2 separate regions of the Ovis canadensis genome follow, and region 2 is linked to region 1. The links are chromatin contacts, called in public Hi-C maps. All regions are on one chromosome and are shown on one strand. Each heading gives the region's core, a stretch centred on a gene start, on an enhancer-like site or on the middle of the called end of the contact. The rest is flanking DNA. Distances are from core to core; before and after follow the strand shown. Region 1 holds the start of ZEB2 (zinc finger E-box binding homeobox 2). Region 2 holds the start of GTDC1 (glycosyltransferase like domain containing 1).

Region 1 (3,856 bases), core at 730-3,229:
AGGGGGCTATAAAAGATGTAACAGATGCAAACTGTAACACAAGGGCCATTAACCCTTTCTCTGCCGAGTACACTCGGTCCCCACGCCCCGCACCTATTGTCTCCTGTGCTAGAAGCTTTGCGAAAACCTGGAAAGTGAGTATCAGTTTCCACACTTTTGCTGAGAGGGGTAAGTTGGGGGGGGGGGAGCAGAGAGAAGGGGAAGTAGATGATTTAGAAAGCACCTTGAATTTAACCTAGGCATAGTGGCAGCCTTTTAAGTTTGACACATTTTGTCATGTCTTGACTCTCCTGTAGATTTGAAATTGTTGGGAAAAATCCTGAAATACAGAAATGGACACACAAGTGTCTGGGATGAAACAGCTGGCCTGTCTGTATTCCTGCTGAGACTTACGCACGATTGCATATAAATACATGTTTAATAAAGTAAGCTGCTAGTTTTATGAGCATGTGTGTGTGAGGGACAGACAGGGCATTTGTGCTGTAAACTTTATCTTTGCCTGTTATTTCTAACTCTGGAGTTAGTAATCTTACCTTCATCATTATAGGGGGAGCATGTAAAATATGTAAGTAGGTGGGAGACACACATATTCATGTTAACCGGGATCACCCCTGTTCCTGGTAACTCCTGCTATCTCGACTTTTTAGTGCCAAAGTATGGAATGGGATATTTGAGTGTATGTATCTTCTGTCTCTATATGACTTTGCCATTGGAAATACAATTTCAAAAGTTATTCTTAATTTAAAACCCTAATGTCCTGACGGCAGTTTTCTTCCCAGCTGTAGTGAGCCCCCCCCCCCTCCACTTTGGTAAACGACTCAAGTTCCATGAGGACTTTCACTTCTTTATTTATCATCACAGAAGTGAGGTGTTACTTCACATACATACACACACAAAGAATGAAATAAAGAAATGAAACTCGCTAAGCAGACAAAAACAGGCAACTTTCTACTTAGAAAACAGCCTTCTTCGGTGGGAAAGGTTGGACTGCCATATCTAAGAGAAAGACTTGATCCCGAATTTGGTAGGTTTGTATCCATCAAGTTTTGTAATTATTAACAGGTATTTGCCAAGTTTTAATTGCTGAATACAATGAATTGGAACTAGAGTGAAAATAGAGCAAAATCTCTCCCCTCGAAGAGTTTTTATTCCAACCATACAGATCTCAATAAAACTTTTCCAAGGCTGGGTAGTAAAAGGCACCTTTGGTTACCTGAATGGACAGGTACGGGGCAAATTATTTGGGGGAGGGAAAAAAGGGGGGAGAAAAAGAAGGAGAGAGACACAGGGAGTGCGAGAAAAATCGAAGAAGTCATTCTTGGGAAAAGCTTGCCATAAAGGAGCTAAACCCACCTGAAATTCCTACCCACAGACACTCCTTCTCACTTTAGACTCACATCCCCACTTAAAAGGAGAAAATCATAAAAGGAAGGTGGGGGGGTGACCATGCCAAAAAGGAATAAAAAGAGAGAAAAGGGGGAAAAAAAAAAACCTACCTGCGAAGTCTTGTTTGTAGTTTTGGCCAGAAATGGTGAGAAGAAAAAGCATGAAGAAGCCGCGAAGTGTGGGGGAGAAAAAGGTGGAAGCGAAGAAACAGCTCCCGGAGCAAACTGTACAAAACCTCGCCAAGAGTGTCTGGAGGCAGGACCGTTATTCCTGCGGAGCAGGTTAGAACTGATCTCTTTCGGCCACTCCAGGAAACACAAACCTGGGGACGGACTGACGTGTTACGCCTCTTCTAATGACATTTTTTTCTTTTTCTTTTCTGTAGGAGAGAGAGAGACCCTGAAACACGCGCCACCTATCTTTGTGGGGAGGGATAATTGAAGCGCCCTGAGCGTGAGCATCATGTGAAAACGTGATCGCCAAGTTTCTCTCTGGGAAAGGATCTGGGATAGATTATACCTTGAAGTCTCCGCAAACGCTTTAGTGGAAGAAATGAAATTCCACCTCCCTCCCTTCCTCTCTCCCTCCCTTTCGCCTCCCTCCCTCCCTCCCTCTCTTCTCCACGCCCCCCCTCCCACCCCCCCCATCCCCCCCCACCCCCGTCAAGCCTTTGGCATCATTATCCTCATCACTAAATCCTACAGAGTACAGGGCGGAAAACGGTGCACACCATTCACAGAACTGGAGAACTCTAAGGGGCGAAAGTTAAAGGGAAAGATCCCGGTTCCTCAATCCACATCGCCTCTTCTTATACAGATATCTCTAATAACCAGATTTGAGATGCACATTAAGTTGTGTGGATTTCTCAGCACGGTTTCTGGAACTAAATTTTTTGCCCTTTCTCGTATTATTATTATTATTATTATTATTTTCTTTCAAGATGCCAGAGCCAGAGGGGGAAAATTGCTGTTATGTGAGCTGCATTTTAGGGCATGTGTGTTGGGGTGTGTGTATGTGATGAATTTCTGGATTGGATCCCAATACTAAAAAGTAGTTTGGCATTTTTAAAAAGGGTCTCTAAGTAAATTAACATAGAGCGCTGAGTTGACCGATCTCTGAATCTCTCTACATCTCAAGGAGACTTCACTACAAAGTGAGGGAGTGTGTGGAGGGAGGCAGGAGGAAAAGGAGAAAGGCCATAGAGGAATTTAGCAGGGAAGGAAGAGCACGATATTAAACGGCATGGGGTCTAAGTTTTGGAGTATATATTTTTTGATATTGCAATTAAAGTAAAATTAAAAAGAAAAGACTCCACCTTTGCTCTGAAGGGATTGGTTATGTAAATATGGTAGGGATTTCCTGGAGAATACAGCTTTCTACTGTATGGTTAATTAAATAATCACTCAAAAGCTTCCAACGTGACGCTTCTGTCGTAATCCAATCAGGTTACATAGGTCCTAAACAAGAAAGATATTTTCCACATCTGGAAGTCAGCAATTTAGCAAGTACTGCACATTATTAACCAATTCAGAGCCTACTTCCCAGGGGAATTTTTTTTGAAGTTTAAGTGTTCTTAACCAATGCTCTGCTGTTTTGTTAATCAAAAAGCTGGTTTACACTGCACATAATTGGAACTAATATAGAAGTAAATAAAGACAGCCAAATTTGAGGATGCTGAGCACAGGCATTTATCGGAAAAGGAAGAAATCTCTTAGCCTCCAGTGGTTCAGGCTCAATTTCTTAAAGAACTGTGAGGCTTTTTTTTTTTTTTTTAAAGAGTGAAAGTGCTTGAGGACCTCAGAGCACAAATAAACTTTCAGTCCCACAGTCTTTGCAAAGGTAAAGGTGGAGGTGTCAAGAGGACTGAAGGATAGCCTCATGCCATTTTTTTCCTGCTTTAATATTGTTAATATGTTACAGCCCCCTGTTTTCAGTCTGATGAAATCTGAAACAAATAACACCCTGATCCAACACTACACTTTTACTCACATTAAGATAAACTGCTTTGAACTGTACTTTGAATGTGTGCCTAAAGCAAGACTTTGAATGCAAGAGTCACTGGCAATTGCACTCAAGAGGAGGGAAAAGCCACCACTTGGTTTGCCACATCCACACTCCCAGAGGTGCACAGCTTTGTATTTTGTATGTTTATTGGGGAGGGGGCAATAGCCACCCAGCATGACCACAACCAACACTTACTTTAGGATGTGAGGAAGTAAATTTTCACAGTTGATTACAGACTCACCTCTTTGCTACCTTAAGCATTTATTACAATGAGAATCATCTCCCCCACCCCACTCATATAATTTACTTATAGAGGAGCATTGGAGACCCGCCTAAAATTTAATAATAAAAAAAATTAAAGATTTCCACCATGGGTCAGGCACATTCTCAGTTTTATGCTTTACATTTCTTTAATATTCCTATCTCTATAAATATATGACTTATCAAGTTTCTCCTCTGAGATTTA
Region 2 (3,485 bases), core at 924-3,423, 200 kb before region 1:
AATGCCTACATGCGTACAGACCTTTCTTCTTTATTATATCAAGGTTACATACATCATAACTCTAGAATTCTTGAAATGCCAATCTCCTGGAATTGACACAGACTACCTGAATCAAGAATATGAATAAACATTCTTGAAATGAAAACAGTTACTAAATTCAAACAAACTGGAAATTGTTTCAACTGGTAAAAATGTAAACACTCCTTAAATATAATTTGTATCTAATGAGTCCAAATCACAAACTAAGGCCTATACTCAAAATATGGGGAAAAAATTAAAAGTTAGTAATTATTTGGCTTTTAAGACATCAAAATCAAAACAAATTTTGGTACAAAAATATCCACTGGGGAGGTCTAAAGTATCTACTTAAGTGTTCAGTTAAACCAACTAGTTCTCTTTAGTTCATGTTAAATCTCTTCAGGGAATTTGGATTACTTTCTCTCTGCAAAATAATGACGCTGAATTAAGTTAATAATAAATAACTAATAATCAGCTGCTGAAGTTCCTCACAAACAGAAAATTCTGTACTTCTGCCGTCCGTGAAATTAAGACGTCAACATGGTTTCAAAACAAGAGTAAAGAAGCCTTAATTTCTCAAAGTGGTAATGCTATAAACATCAGTTTCCTACCTTATCTCAGTATCAAGGTTCAGATTTTACCTATCCAGTTTTCAAGTTCGTCAAAGAAAGTTTCATGATTCAAAGGGTATTCCTCCCACCCTCTATACTAAAACTGTTTCTTTAAAACAAGATCCTAAGGAAAATGCATAATGAAAGGCAGTGCGAGCTGAGGAGACTACTCCACATCAAACCTGGAACGCACTAACTAAAATTCAGTATTGCACTTTGTATGTGAGTTCCTACATGAAACTCCCGCCATGCTTTAGTTTAAGGTTAAACAGGTTAATAGAATCCAATAAAATGGCTCTATTGAATTATACTGGATTTCTTTGCAGCAGCTCCTTTACCTGACCATTCTGTTGAGCTTTAAAATCAACTTCAGGGGTAGCACCCAGGAACCAAGGCGAGCCACGGCTCACGGGGGCTGCACTCTGCAACCCACCTCATGTGGAAAATCACCGTCAACGCACGTTTTCCACTTCAAACTGTGATACGGTGGAGGAAAAAGTGCATAGCCTTCTCTTTGAACCTCCCATCACACTGCCTCCAGGCGCTAACTTAAGAATTATCTCGAAGATAATCTAATGCAGTACAGTTCTCAGAAGACTCTATAAAGTTGCCTTCGCCAGAGAGGAGAGGGGGGAAAAAAAACCTCGCCCGTAAAGGTTAAATTACTATAGTACTGCAACTTCGCTGTTGGGTTCGTGTCTGGATTTACAGGATTAATTCCGGGGCCATTTCCACCAGTACAACTGCCTGGATCCCGATTAAAACAAAGTGTATGCTGGATCCTCATGGGAGACAAGTGGCGGGGGTGCGAAGAGTGAGTGAGGTCGTAAGTCTCTGCAGACTAAGTAAGGGGCTCCTGAGGTCAGGAAAGTGAGGGCACTAATTGGGCCAGATGGAAAGGGTCCTTCAGGCAGGCCTGCGGGCGCGCGGCGCGAAGGACCACCGGCCCGGCAGTCTCAAGATCGGCGAGGAGGGCCTACGGCCGAGCCCGGGAACCTGGCCTCCTCCCAGCCAGAAGGCGACGCGCCTCCACCCACTCCCGCGGCAGAGCGAAGAGGCGGCAGCGGCGCGCCGAGCGGCGGGAAGCCGGCCCGCAGAAAACGTAGAACCCAAGAAAAGGGAGTCAGAAAATGGCCAGTGCGCAGCAAGACTGATACGCAGCAGCCCGGGTGCCCGGCGGACCGCGGCACCGCCAGCGCAGCGCGTGCGCCCGGGAAGCACACCGCCCGCGAGGCCCTCAGCTCCGCCCCCCCCCCTCCCCCGGCTCCCTGCGCCGCCGCCGCCGCCGCCGCCAAAACCCCTCTGGGAACTCCGAGCCGCGCGGTCCCGCGAGGCGGGCGCCTTGGAGCGGAGGGGAGGGGCTGCGCTCCCCGCCTCCCCGCCGGCCCGCGCGGCTCCCCAGCCCGGAGCCTACTCACCTCCTCCTCCTCCTCCTCCTAGTCTCTCCCTCCTGGCCACCGGCGCGGCCCAGCCGGCGACGCGCTGACGCCGGGCCCCTCCCCCGCGGCCGCAGCCGCCGCCGCCGCCGCCGCCGCCGCCCCGCCCGGCCCGCGGCCGCAGCGGCCTCGGGGCGCGTCAGGCGCATGCCCCGCCCACTGGGTCCGCCCACGCGCTCAAGACTCCGCCTCCAGCGCTGCCGGGACTCTGCTAGTCCCTGACTCAGCGGCCGCTCCCGCCCTCTGGAGAATACCGCATGTGGGCTCACTACCCCCGCACCTCTTTTTACCTGTTCACTGCCCGAGGACCTCGCTTTGCCGCCCACCTCCCCACCTTTCCCATCTCTGGATCGCACCCCTGTCTTCCCCTTAAGGTTTTTAGTACTCTTTCCTCAACCCCTAGTCTGGTTGTAAGCTCTCATGCCTTCTTTTCTTTCTAGAAGATCTTCTCTGCTCACTAGGTCAGCCTCAGTTTGCAGTTTCTTGCCAGTCCTTCCCTCCTGGTCCCCGTTCCTCTCCCCTCCCTGCTGGAGCCTCAGGGTCCTCGTACGCACTGGACTTCTCCCCTGCCACCGCTACCTGCTGTGCAGCTCGCACTTCCTGAGCGCCTGCTCTGCCAGCGCGTTCTAATTTCCCTCCCTCTGGTCACGTCGGAACCCTGTGAAAAGGCTCGCTTCTTCCTTTACCTACATTTTGAGCGTCTTTTCTGTTCTGACTACTCCAAATACTTCAGATGCAGTGTAGGAGTTAAACAAATGCATGTGCGCTACCCCACTCACCTGAAGAGTCTCTGAAATAGTTAAAATTCACAAAACTGGGTCTTCCTTGGTTGTCCAGTTGCTAAGACTTGGTCCTTCCAGTGCAGGGGGCTTGGATTCGATTCCTGATCAGGAAACTAGATCTGGCATGCAGAAAGTAAAAAAGGATCCTGAATGCCACAATGATGAGGGAAGATCCCAATTACCACAACTAAGACCCAGTGCAGCCAATAAAGTATTAAAAAAAAAAAAATTCACAAACCTGAGCAATAGCAGTGGTGCCTCTTAGACTTGCATGGGTTCCCTCCAATCTTTTTCTGTGCAATAATATATTAAATGACACAATTCCTGTTGGGGATTAAAGTTCACACATTTTGCCTGTTACTTTCTCTGCAATCTAACCTCACTTTAGCTCTTTTATTTATAAAATTCATATTCAGTAGAAGAGCACCAGGATCTTTTAGATCTCCTGTTTTCTTACCTGTAAAAGGAGGAATGTGTTTCTTCCACGTTTCAATTTCTGTGATTCCGAATCAAAGGGTTTTGTATTTGGAAAGCGCTTGTGGGTTAAATGAGTTAGAAAAAGGCAAAACATGCAAATGTAACTAGAACTCCAGTAACTTCATTTTAAAAACTGCAACTTGGAAGAGTTGGACTGTGAT

The links. A called contact is a pair of places that touch in the nucleus more often than the background predicts.
Region 2: a Hi-C map of lung shows a contact between it and region 1, with 3 times the contacts expected there. The contact joins the promoter of GTDC1 here to the promoter of ZEB2 in region 1. A contact is called at or near these places in 2 of 2 Hi-C or Micro-C datasets (fibroblasts and lung).

The regions. Positions count from the first base shown.
Region 1 is chr2:170,891,491-170,895,346 of ARS-UI_OviCan_v2, reverse strand. ZEB2 (zinc finger E-box binding homeobox 2) reads right to left here and starts at 1,979. Exons shown (of 10, transcript XM_069577636.1): 1 at 1,497-1,979.
Region 2 is chr2:171,092,288-171,095,772 of ARS-UI_OviCan_v2, reverse strand. It overlaps GTDC1 (glycosyltransferase like domain containing 1), which reads right to left and starts at 2,173. Exons shown (of 12, transcript XM_069577646.1): 1 at 2,048-2,173.